2 separate regions of the Dromaius novaehollandiae genome follow, and region 1 is linked to region 2. A link is a contact called in public Hi-C data. All regions are on one chromosome and are shown on one strand. The core of a region is the stretch at or near the end of the contact, and the rest is flanking DNA. Distances in the headings are between cores, read along the strand shown. Region 1 holds the start of DIP2C (disco interacting protein 2 homolog C). Region 2 overlaps DIP2C (disco interacting protein 2 homolog C).

Region 1 (6,412 bases), core at 176-2,675, 200 kb after region 2:
AAAGGGCAGTTTCCTCTACGAGACCTAACCAGCATTTTTTTAAAATAACCTTATCAACGAGTATTTTGTTGCAGCTGATTTACACATTGATCCCGATGCGTGGACTTCATGGCAAATCCCTCGATACAGTCGAATAGCTTTTTTGCACCAAGGTATATGGCAGATTTCTGTAAAACTGCATTTTCTTGGCAGGACAGGAATCCCTGCAAGCCAGCCCTAAAGATTTTTCCATCTTCCGTAGTAAAACATGCAACGCTGGAGCGGCAAGCCCTGCTGCCAAAGCCCCTCTCCCATCTCCGCCAGCGCCGTGGCGGCAGAAAGGGAGGAATTTACAGGTAGAACAAAAAATCCACGCGTGTGTTTTTGCAAAGCCTTGGGGAAAGGCGGCTGGGAGGTGGAAGGGCGAAGGGGAAAACAGAAGCGGACGCCGACGCCATGGGGAATTGGGGAGCGCACAAAAGCAACCTGGTTCAGAAAGACACCGGTTTCCCGAGAAACTAGAAATGCAGCAGATTCCTCGCCCAGAGCCACAGGGCTGGGGGGGGGGGGGGGGGGTGGGAGCCGCTCCGGGGCTGCCTCCGCGGCTCCGCCGGGCTGTCACCCGCCAGCAGAAACGACCCGGCCGGCGGCGCCCCGCCGAGCCCGGGGGGCCGCGCGGGGGGGACGAGGGGGGGCAGCCCGCGGCGCGCGCCCCGCCGGCCGCTGAACTGTCACCGCCGCGCGCCCGCGCCAACCGCCACCGCCCGCGCGAGCCGCCAACGGCCGCCAACGGCCGCGGCCGGCGCCCGTTGCCCGCCGACTTACCCTCGGATAACTCCAGCTCCAGCTCGGCCAGCCGGGCCCTCACCTCCAGGGGCAGCGACATGCTCTCGAGGCTGCGGTCCGCCATGCTCGCGCCGCGGGGATGGGCTCCCCCTCCTCGCGCTCCCCCTCTCTCCCCCTTTGTTCGCAGCAGAAAGGGGAGAGGGAAGACGGCGGCGCCGCGGCGGATGCCGAAGTCCTCCGCGCGGGCTCAGCGGGGCATAAAGGAGGGGGGCGGGCAGGCGGGGAGTCCGCGCGCGGGCACGGGGCGCGGAGGGCGGGAGGGAATGCGGCGATCTCGCCTCCCCTCCCTTCTCCTCCTCCTCCTCCCTCGCCGCTTCCTTCAGCGGGGCCCCGCCATGGCTGCTCCCGCCGCCGCCGCCCGCCTTCGATCGCTCCGCATCGGCTCCCCGCCGCGCCCGGCCCCCGCCCGGCACCGCGGCGGCGACTCGCGGCTCGCCGCGCCCCGGCCCCGGCCCGGCCCGGACCCGCTCCGCTCTGCTCCGCTCCGCTTCTCCCTGCCCGGCTCGGACTGGCGGCGGCGCCCGGCGCTGCGGTGCCGCTGCCGCGACTGCTGCTGGCCAGGCACAGCGCCGCTGTCACATCCACGTGACCGCCCGCGCCGCAGCCCGCCCCCAGGGGGCGCCGCCGCGCCAGCGCCGCCCGCGGCCGCGGCCGCGGGGCGCCGCGCTGCGCTGCGCCGCGCCGAGGGGCCGCGCCGCTGCCCGCCCGGGGGGCTGGCGCGGCTGTGCTGCGCCCGGCGCGGGCACGTGGGAGCCGGCGGCGCCGGGGCGCCGCGCGGGGCAGCGCCGCCCTCGCGGAGCCGCAGGGCTCTGGGCCTGCTGCGTGGCCACCGCCTGGTCAGCCTCGCACCTACAGCGTGGCTCCGAGAGGAGGATCGTGCAGTGCTTTATAATTTATTTATCCCAACGGCAGTCCTCGGAAGTGGGTCTTCTAGGCCCCTCTTGCCGGTGGGGGGGGGCGGGCCCAGAAGCAGTTTGCTTGAGGCCGGGCGGTAGTTCAACACGGAGAGGTGAATAGCACCCGGAGACCCTCAGTCCCGTTTTCCATCCCTACTGAGTCAGCGACTTCCAACACGCTCTTGTTTGCAGCTATACTCTCTGCGTTCAGCTAAACTAGCAGTGGAACTTGTGAATATATTACAAAAGCCTTTATGTTTCCATTAGAGATTAGCATAATCTTAATATAATGGGAGAGAACACAGCTGACACTACGCTATGTCCATGCCCAGCCCCAGCACATACCCATTGGCGCTGTGTCTGGAGAACCCTGTTAAGAAAAACTCCAACACAAGTATTCCAATTATACCACTGCAAATGAGGGGGACAGATCTGAAAATCTTTAATAAAACTTCCTGTCAGATCAATTAATATATTTTGCAAGAAGCATCTTCATTCCTGTCTCTTTTTTTCTGTCTCTGTATATTTTTTTCCTATTTTCTCTTTTTTTTTTTTGGAAAATACCTCACGAGAAAGCAGAAGCAAGATAGGACACCACCTGTCGTTTCAAAAACGCATGTGATGTGCTGGAAGTCATGATGGTAGGATAGGGCTTCAGGGACGCAGCTTCGGCAGACAGAAAAAGGCATAATCATCCCCAAGTCAACCTTGATTTACCACTTAAGTCAGCGGAAGAAAAGCAAGGATGTAGGAGTTTCTTCAAAAGATAAACCTGAGGCTGTGACTCTACTAAACAATGCATTTTTTTCGTACATTATGGAACAAAAACAAATTACATCATATTACCAGCTGTGCTGAACTGGTGTCGACATTGGAACGATTCCTGCAGGATATGCATCCCTGGTGGCTTCTCGTGTTTTTCACTGAGTTCTGCGTCGGAAACCTGTTTACACCGAGATCACCGCTGATGCCGGTATCACTACAGCCGAGCCGGTGGTAGGACTGGTTGGAGTACTTTGGCCAACCTGCCTACTGTAAGCAAGGCCTGAGCACATGGAGTCCCTTCCTTTCACGGCGCTGCTGTTGGCTTCATTGTCACATGGACTGGGGTCTCCTAACTGCTCCTGGGCTACTCTTTTAGCGCGCTGCAAGACTGGAGCCATCTGTTTAGCCTCTCTTTAGCAGGGCCCATTACTTTTAACAGCATGGCAGCATGCATGCCATTTAGGGCTGTACGAATGCCTCTCCACTGGCACAGGGCTATGGAGGGGTGAGGGGCTTGCCTTCTTGCCTTCTGTTGAGCACTGAGTGTTTCAGATACAGGCGTATGAAAAATTACCCAGATCTTTCTTGTTCCTTACATTAGGACCTGAACAATGAAAAGCAATTAAATCCAAATATGTTCCAGGGTTCCTACCTGAGACTCCAAGGTTTGTTTGTTTATTGTTTTATGTGGGATAAAATATTTTGAAAGTATCAGCATTCTGCAGGAGTAGCTTTTTCTAGTATTAATGAGGCAGCCAAAAGAGGCAATGCACAGCTTCGTGGTAATCCAGCTTTCTTTGCTAATGTCTATCTCAGAGTTGCACCTTTACTTCCTAAGTCTTTCAGCTGATAGCTCTTGATTATTTTACTTGTTATCTGATTGTTACAGAATCCGTACCGGCGGTGTTCACCCCTGCTTTCCAGATTTTTCCTTTTGTGAAGTTACATAAAGGGGCCTGAAAAGAAATGTTTGAACATTCACAACACTGCACCTAAAATTTTCTTGGCGCTTCTGTGACAAACCCCGTGTTTCAGGGATCAGGTATTTTTAAAGAAAGAACAATCACTCGAGGCTGAAATTCATCACACGCAAATGGAAATGCCTGAATTCCCCAAGCTCTTTGCCGGGGCGCCGCGGGGGCCGGCGGCTCCCTGGGGGCTGGTATCCCCCGAGGGACGGGGCTGCCGCGGCTGCAGCTTCGTGGGTGGGCCTGGGCCCGGCGGCCAAACCCCCGCGCGGAGGCTCACGGGGCCCGCGCGCTCTCGCTTGCCAAGTCCCCCGTGCTTCAGCAGGGCTGCTCTCATGGGAAGAGATTCCTTTACCCAAGCGAAGCATCAGGACCCAGGCTTGAGTAGTGAAATTTCAAGCATACAAATTTGCATGATGAGCTTGATGAATCACTGAAATTCAAACAAAAAAGAAACAATTCATGAGATTTGACCTAGTTGGTCTTAATTAATGAATCTTTTCAGCTTTATAGATGAAAGGCTGTGTCCTAACCATCCACCAGAATACATAGTAAAACTTTTCTTGACTTCAAGAAGAGCAGGACTGTATTTTCGATTCTGTGATTAATTAATATTGTCAGGTTTTGTAGAATCCTTTCTATAAAGACATGCTTTTCTTTAGAAGCGTGACAATATTTGCCTGTGTTCGAGAGAAGCAATTGGTATGTAATGCTTTTCTGACTGAGGCTCTGACCTCCGTAATTTGTGAGTGACTTCATACACAAATGCTTGCATTAAAATGGTTTGGATTATTTACACATGTAAACCTACTTGAACATGGCTATCCTCACTAAAGAAAGTGTATTTTTGCTTTAAAATAGTTACTTATGTGACTGCCTATTGTAAAATTCTAGTGGAAACTAGGCACTGTGCAGGTTACCTTGCTGTTGTGTAGATAACTGAATGAAATGTCTGAAGGACAACACAGAATTGACCTTGACTAGATAAAAATTCTCTCTCCTAGCTGTCTCACAGCAAAAGATACATGTGATTTTTGCAGAGAAGACTTGTCCTAAAGCCAGGTCAGTAGCTGAAAACTTTCCTAAAATTATAACATTAGGAAGGAGGCAAGGCACTAAGAACGTTTAGAAAATGTTCGTATATAGATAACTATTACATTGACCTAAAGCACCTAAAATTATGTGTGTCTTCTGTACACATTAATAATAGGAATAGGATCATGTCTGTGGACAAAGCAATTGGCTTCTCTTCTATTTGTGTGAGTACAGAATCAGGATTTGGCCAATGTAGCAAAAAAAAAAAAAAAAAAAAAAAAAAACAGAAGGCATTCATAGAAAAACAACAAAAACAACCAGCTGTCTGGAGGGACTGATTTTTCTCAGCTTGCTAAGCAACAGAAAGGGGTGGCCCAGATAGCTGCCCACAATTATCTGAAAGGTGTAAGCACCAAGAAAGTTAAAGGAAAAAGAAAAATGGGTATAAAAGGATGCAACTTGGAATAATAGGATAGAATTAAGAAAGGTAGATGAAGTGAATAGCAGGGAAAGCTTCCAAGGGATGAGCACTATTAGACTGCAGAAGAGCCTCTCAGAGGAAATGGTGGAATCCCCATAATTTGGAACATTAAAACCAGAATAGACAAAGCAATCATGAATACGCTGTAGGAAATAATCCTACTGTGGTGCTGGATAAACATGCTTGTCTGGCATTAGTTATGCAAAGATGTACTGCATTTTTTTTTTTCTGTTGAACTCAATTAATTTTTTACCCTTCACCTCTCTCCACTCCTGTTCTCTTTGCTTGCCTGTCTGCTTGTGTTTCACATCCAGGTTGTAAACCCTATGGTGCTTGTACAGTGCCTACAAAAAATGTGGCTCGATGTCTACCTACTACCCTGTCACAAATAGTAAAAAATTATTGATTAGATGCATTAATCAAGTTACTGCTAAAAGGAATGTAAATGGTTATATTATTATTTCCAAGTTGTGTTCTAATTTCTTTTAATACTTGAAAATTCAATTCAGTTCCATCTTCTAATTCCTCTCCTGCCTGCTCTGAAGAGGGAAAGGAGGGATGGCCTGCTAATCGCAGTCCTGGCATAGCACTCTTGACGTATCATTTTCATACTCTGTTCTGTTAGGCCGGACAGCCCCTTTCCCAAGCTATTTTTTATTGGATCCCTTTAATTACTGTGAATATGTGACAGTTGTAAACCGCTGCATATCTTGGCCTTTCTGCCTTAATATCCAGTCCGAAAAATGATGGAGGTGGCTCTCTCCTAATTCACAAAGGTTTTTGAAGGTGAATCTGAGGGAAGCCAAATGAAAACTGTAGACAGACCTAATGCAGTGGACAGAAAGTATTTAAAAAATCCTGGACAGATGTGTGAAACTATGACCTACTATTTCTTTCCCTAACATCATTACAGATGCGCTCTGGTAGATATAGTAGTTGGGAACTGAGAAGTTCCTTTCCCCACTGTGTCTCTGTGCCAGGGATTACTGGCCTTGTAGCACAGCTGGCAGCAGGGAGCATGAATTCATGCCTCAGCTCCCTCTGCACATAGTTTGGCATATTCATTCACATGCTGATGAGACTGGGTTGAGCTAAGATGCATAAGAGGGAGATCAGCTTTCTTGGATGGAAGGAAGGTACAACACAGGAAAATGAAGGAAAAAGAAGCCTTGGAAGATATCATTTTCTGTAGTATATCAGATATTTCTCTCTCAAATTTGCATTTCTGTTGTCCTTAGGTGAACAATTTGATTACCATCAGTTTAAAAGTATTTTTAAATGGTATTTAACAAGCTTTAATAATTTTTGTACATTTTTTTTGTTTGTTTAATAAACTCATAAAAAGCCTTTACTGGCACAGTGTAGATTAACTATGGTCTGAAATTTAGTGTCACGTGAGAAGTTTTTATTAGGCTCCTGCAGTCTGGCCAAGCCTGTTTATG
Region 2 (6,346 bases), core at 2,702-5,201:
TCAGGACATACTAAATGGGGTGAAACCCGGTAAATGCGATATCATCAGAACAGATTAAAATTAGGCTTTGTCTTTTGATTGTCCTGGGCTGACAGTACCGACTGTATATTCAGGCAGATACTGTATTTTCAGGGCAAGTGATTTCATAAAAATTGCTGTGTTTATTCAACACAGATGAGTCTTTCGAAAATCATCTCACCTCTGGCAATGTGAAAGTAAGTGAGTCCATATAATAACAGACCTTTGCTGTGGGTGATGCTACAATGAAGTAGTGTCAAAATACTTCTACAACATCTCTAGGCATTAAGATAGGAAAACACATAGCCTGAACAGTATGACACCTAATTTCTTTCCAGCTGCAAGCAGGTGTGCTATTAATTTTAAAATATGGTATTCACAACAAACAGTGAATACCCTACTGAATGTATGAACATCTGCTCTCATAAGCTACTCATTTATGTGAGGGTTATAGAAGTTACTAACAGAAAGAAACTGTTGCTTACAGATAAATATTTCAAAAAGACAATTTAAGTGTGTAAGTTTCAGTCTTTGGGATACTTACACTTACACATACTGGGCCTTAGGTTTTCCTGGGAAATGGTGACCTATTACATGGATATGCAAGCTGAAGTTCTGTTGACTTTTCATGAATTTGGGCCCAAATTTTGTGGACCTGCACAATTTATGACAACAAAATGTCAGTGCCTTAGAAACCCTAACATTTGTACTCCCACAAATGTGTCGCAGAAGAAGGCCTGGCTTCTGGAGGATGCTGCAGCAAGCAAATTCCACTGGAGCAGGAGACCTAGCTCCATGCACACTGCAAAACGCTGTGCCATCAGTTAGCTGCTGCTGAATAAATACAGGGCACCACACTCTCTGTCCTGCTGTCCACCTTCCAGTGCACATATGAAGAAGACAGGAATGTTGCATGTTCTCATGCACTCAGAAGCCTTAATTCTAAAGAAGAAAAGTACTGCTATCATTTCTTGCTTTTGATGGCAGTAGTGATATTCCATAATACTGGGTGCAATGAAGGTAAAGGCTAAACAGACAACTGGGAAAGCTGTAAAGACGGACTATAAAACATAGACATTATACGATGTAAACAGAGGATACAAAAACTGGAGACTGAACTCTTCATGACTCTACTGCTAGAGTTTTATCAAAAGGCACAGTTTTGCTTTATTTTGGAGTCCTCAGATATTATGTTAGAGTTGATTTCAAACTGTTTTTCTCTAAACTCTGAGATTTAAAACTATATCAATTCTAATAATAAGTGAAATCACAAAACATGCAGGCCTCCCACTAATAATTTCCATCCCTCCATATATTTATTGTCTCATTTGTAATGCAATCTGGAAGTAAGCTTCATATAGTGACTTCATCTCAGGCCCCCTTATTATGTGATCTGAAGTGAATCAACTTTCTATTTGTTCCTCTCTGGAGATATTTGAGTAATTTTCCTCTAGAGTTCTGTAATTATCCCTAAAATGTTTTCTGCTGGGTCAAAAGCAACGACACGGCCATATAAATTACATCTTTGCAAAAGTTTTTCTTCAACTTTTTCTTTGTACTGACTGAGTTGTAGGTTTAAAGTAAATTTGTAAGTAAGCTAAGTCAAATCAGAGTTGAATTAATTTCTGAGTAAGTGTGTCTACAGCCAGGTTAATGATTTCAGATTAACTTTTCCAAGTATCCCTCACTGACCTGAAGGGTTAATAAAACCTTTGTTTTATGATGAGCACTTTTAAACCACCTTAAAACCTATAAACACTCTTGTCTTGATACATAGTAAATTCTTGTACCTTCACTTGTTTTTCTTGCTCCTTATTCTCTGGAGTAATGTTACATGATGGTGGTTCAACACACATAATTCCTCAAATCTTGACATTCCAACCTTTCTCCTGCCATGCATTAAGATCCTGATATTCTCATAATGCAATTCCTCTTTGTCTGTTATTTTAATTTCTTCCTTCTAAGTTCTGGAAAGATTCCAGAGTGAGATATGAAAATGTCTTTTCATAACATATGCAAAATACAAACTAGCAACATATTTTAAAATTACCATGAGGTAAGTGGTGAACGTGCAACATGTCAGCATCTCTTGTTATAGTTCGTACGCACACTTAGCTCACGGTAAATAAGAACAACTACATGATAAAGCTTGTACCTAGGTAGTTACAGCAGAGCAGCTCAACTACCTCGGGTCTGATGCCAGCTCCTGCAGAACTTGGGTCTACAGAGGATGTTCTTTCATTGCTAGCTCCCTTATATCAAATACCCTGAAACCGATCTTGGGATGATTTGTTTTGAAGTTTAATGATCTCATACTCAGCACAAGCTGCTCTATCTTTTCCCTGCTGAACCACAGTGTGGGAAAGGTGGCTCAGGAATTTGAGCCAGGAGAGAATTGTAGTTAGGATGCATTTGTTTTGGCAGTATCTCGAAAAACCTCCTATATTAAGATGTCTCTTAAAAGAAGGGCTGAGTGAGCTTGGAAAATGAGCTGTTCTCCCCAGCAGCGGAATCTCTGGGGCAGAGGTTGGCAGCTGTCCAAGAATGGTGCACCAGACTCGGTTTTTCTTTCTCATCTTCAGCAGGGCAAATGTTCAGGAAGAAATTTGTCAAGAGTCCATGGGAGAAGGCAGATACTCCTTCTAGGAGTCAAGGTACCATGACCACCTTACCAGCAGTGTCTTCCCTCTGCGCTGTCAGCTGAGGGATGCTGTCTCTCACATATGGTCTTCGTTAAAATACCCTAATCCTCAGCTCCCAGTCCTATGCTCATCCACTGTGTGCCTTTTAAGATCTGTCCATGTGGTGTCCATGGTGTAGCACATGTGCTCTCATTTGCTGTGTCCATGGTGTAGCACATGTGCTCTCATTTGCTGCTCTTTGCTCTAGGCTAATGGCTCTTAACAAATGAAGGAGGCCTCAGAAATGAGGCACAAGGATGTTGCAAGCGAGATGCAGAGCCAGTAAGTTCTGCGAACCTCTGTGGAGAGTGGAAAAGGCAACGATAGCCACCCTGGGGATGAAGAACAGCAAAAAGGGACCTACAAGCTGAGCCAAGTGAAAACATTTTTTTCATGGGAGCCTGAGCTGCAAGCGAGCTGGGTGTGCCTGAACCTTTAGACATAGCAAGGCAATACAGTTTCACTGACGCTGCTACTTCCCACATCATTGCTGACATCTGGAAAACTCAGTTCTCATAGCTCACTGGCTGTATTTTCCTTAAGCATTACATTTACTTCAGGCAATGCAGAATACTGGTCATCTTCAAGGCCTCTTAGAGACCCCTTGAGAAACAAGAGATTCAGTAAACTTGGCCCAAGCCCTATGCTGCCCTGCAGATGAGAAGCGTATAGCAGAAATCACAGTGCCAAGAGGCACTATATCATTCCTAACACATGCATGTGCATTTGAACACATTGTTGTCTGTCATTTAATGATGAATTCTTTAGTTTGTTTATTTTTATCAGTGTGTGCTTGTGTGTACTTAAGTAATCCTTTTTTTTTTTTTTTTTTTTTTTCTATTGACAAGCAGCAACTCAGCTGTGGAAACTGTAAAACAGAGGTTCTGGCACATGAGAAGTTGCTCCAGTTTTCAGGATTGGGATGGAGAACTGAGGTTTCTTTGTTCTGCCATAATCTAAAGACCACAGGAAGGTTTCTGAGGACCTGATTCTTCATTTCTCCAAGTGTTGAACACCCGTCTGAGGGCTCTGGTGCTGAGTTAAAATAGGTGCTGAACGTCTCTGAAAGAGAGTTAGTCTTTGAACCCTGGAGGCCACGGCTGGTTAGGAAACACAGATCTGAAGGGGTTTCACTGTGATCAAAAAAGTTTTCTGACTCAGAGGATTTGCCCAGGTTACCCGTGGGGTATTTCGGGATGCATTGCCACGGCAGCAGACGCTGCTGTACTGTGCTGCAGCCTTTACGTGGCAGTAGAGCTCAGCTCTACTGCAGACAACCAGAGCAGAAAACCACAGACCCTGGGTCAAACTACAGTAGCAGTATTAATTCAGAGCTTCACTGTGGATAGGTCACAGGTCACCGTTTTAAGCACCAGATCAGTAAGACTGTTCTGCCAAAAGCAGGACAACTGATACTATGGTATTTTAAATAATGGTGGCAGAAGCTTCTGGACCTTCTATGAAGGATTTCAATGTTAGCAGGTGCAGAATTGGATGCATGCTAGTAAACTGGAAAATAAATAGTCTCTAGTGACCAGAAAGTTGGCATGTAGAACAAATATCCCCCATAAAACCTGGTAGCTTACTGAGTTCATACAGTTCAGTTAGACATGGTCTCTCAGACGAGACCATGAAAGTCAAGCCATTCAGGTCACCTACCTGTCTACTCCGCTGTGTAATTCCTATCTGTTGTTCTTATCTCAGCGCAACATACCAAAGCCATGGATTTACCACTTCTAAAAGTAGCTGAGAAACCAAGTTTTGAAATTGCATTAAAGAAATGAAGCTGTATCTCCAGCTGCGGCTACATCTACACGACCATTACTAACTCTGTACTCAAATCTGTGCTTGATTTTGCTGCATCACGTAACTTGAGCCCGATCGAGACAGACGCCAACATTTCCTCTGCACACAGAGGCAGAACTCAAGGACAAGCCAGTTTTCTCTGTGACTGAGTTTTCTTGCCTGAAAAGCCACTGGCCTGAAAAGCCTCCTGGCAGAAGTCAATGATCCAACCTACACGAACATTTGGCTTCAGTGTCAGCTTGAGCCCCCAGATAATGTTGTAGAATAGGCACAGGCTAAGAAACAGCAGCTGCTAAGAGAAAATCATGGCCATGATTGACATTTGGCAAACCTTTTCAAATCCTGTTTCTGATTCAGAGAATTTTTATACTTTGTAGTAAACAAACCCAAAGACCTTTTGAATTAACTACTGCTCATTCACATTAGCTAACCTAGCTGCTAAATTTGTATAAGAAGGTAGATAATACAGCTCAACTCTGCACTAATTCAGTTAACGCATTACAGAATTTACCTGTTTCTTTAGACATCTGAGAAATCATCGTAGAAACTAACATTCTGTATCATTACGATTTCAGGATCACTACCTGTATAAAAAAAAGTAGTCAAGGAATTTTTCCACCTTTCCAGTTTTTAAAGAATTCTAAATTCTCAGTGTAGGCTGAATTTTAAAATCTAATCATCTTAAATGTGCAAAATGTACCAGAAACATTTGGGAAAAAAATTTCTTTCCACAAACTCAAAGTCAGTTTATTTAGAAGATGAAAATCCTGAAAATTGGGTTTTCAAAATTATAGTGCTGAAAAACTCTCTTACAACATTAATGAAATAATAATAATAAAAAAGACTGGAGTGAGAAAATAGGTAGGGATTTAAAATGTCACAGTCTGACATTTTCCATAATAAAAGAGCATAAGTTGAAGGTGATAATAGTGGCAGCAATGATTTTGAGTCTCCAAAGAGAGTTCATTAAACAGTCTTTGCTGACATCTATATTTATGTAAAAAGCAAAGGCAGGGAAGGAGAGCTGGATGACTCTCAGGATGTTAGGCTTCCAATTAGGAAAACCTTACAAAGGAGAGGCAGAACAGGACTTTGATCAGAGGTGGAGTAGAGGATTTGTTTTCAGATGTTAATTGAAATAAATTGTGCAAAAACTAAGGAAGGGAAATGTTTTCCTAGAAGTGAATTACTTATTGGATAAAGACTGCACATTCATTTTGTTTTGGGTCTTTTCCAAGAAGATGTGCCAAATATGATAACAAGCACTGAAACTGGGTAACAGCAAGGGTCTAATAATTGTATTATGATCAGAGCAGAGATGCTGAAGTAGTAAGCACTGCAAAACAACAAGCTAAACAAAAGCTTCTAACTGCAGCAAATCTGAAACTGAAGACAAGATAACCAGGAAGAAATCTGACTTAAAATTTCGTAACCTGCAGTAAAAGAGTATGACTTACAAGATCGAGACAGAAATGGACTTCTGATCTCACAGGGACAATATATAGAAGGGGAAAACATAATTTAGAATAGGAATATTGCATTGTATCTTAGCAAAGCTCCTAAAAGTAAAATCTAAAAACAATGATCTATTTGATAAACTTTCAAAATTGAAATGCAAGTTTACATTTACTTCTGCAGACATTTGCTATAGTTTTTTGAGTGAACGAAGACTTGGTAGCTGTTCAAACCAATTTGTTGGAGAGCTCGGGGGCTTATTTTGCTTAGGCGTCACGTTGTACAGCAATCAATGTAGGAATGCAAAGCCCTGCCTTAAGCCCCAACAATACTGTCAAGCTTTCCAGTTTTAACATGAAGGATATTTTCAGACCAGCAAAGGAGAT

What was found. A called contact is a pair of places that touch in the nucleus more often than the background predicts.
Region 1: a contact with region 2 is called in a Hi-C map of brain, with 2.7 times the contacts expected there. The contact joins the promoter of DIP2C here to the enhancer-like site in region 2. A contact is called at or near these places in 2 of 4 Hi-C or Micro-C datasets (brain and liver).

The regions. Positions count from the first base shown.
Region 1 is chr2:12,369,725-12,376,136 of bDroNov1.hap1, forward strand. It overlaps DIP2C (disco interacting protein 2 homolog C), which reads right to left and starts at 1,426. Exons shown (of 38, transcript XM_064505770.1): 1 at 805-1,426. The coding sequence starts at 889.
Region 2 is chr2:12,168,415-12,174,760 of bDroNov1.hap1, forward strand. All of the region lies in intron 4 of DIP2C (disco interacting protein 2 homolog C), which reads right to left. Among named protein-coding and RNA genes, the nearest start is that of DIP2C, 200 kb to the right of the region's middle. Within about 2 kb of position 3,952, at least 2 of the 2 cell types and tissues checked have open chromatin away from gene starts, as enhancers often do.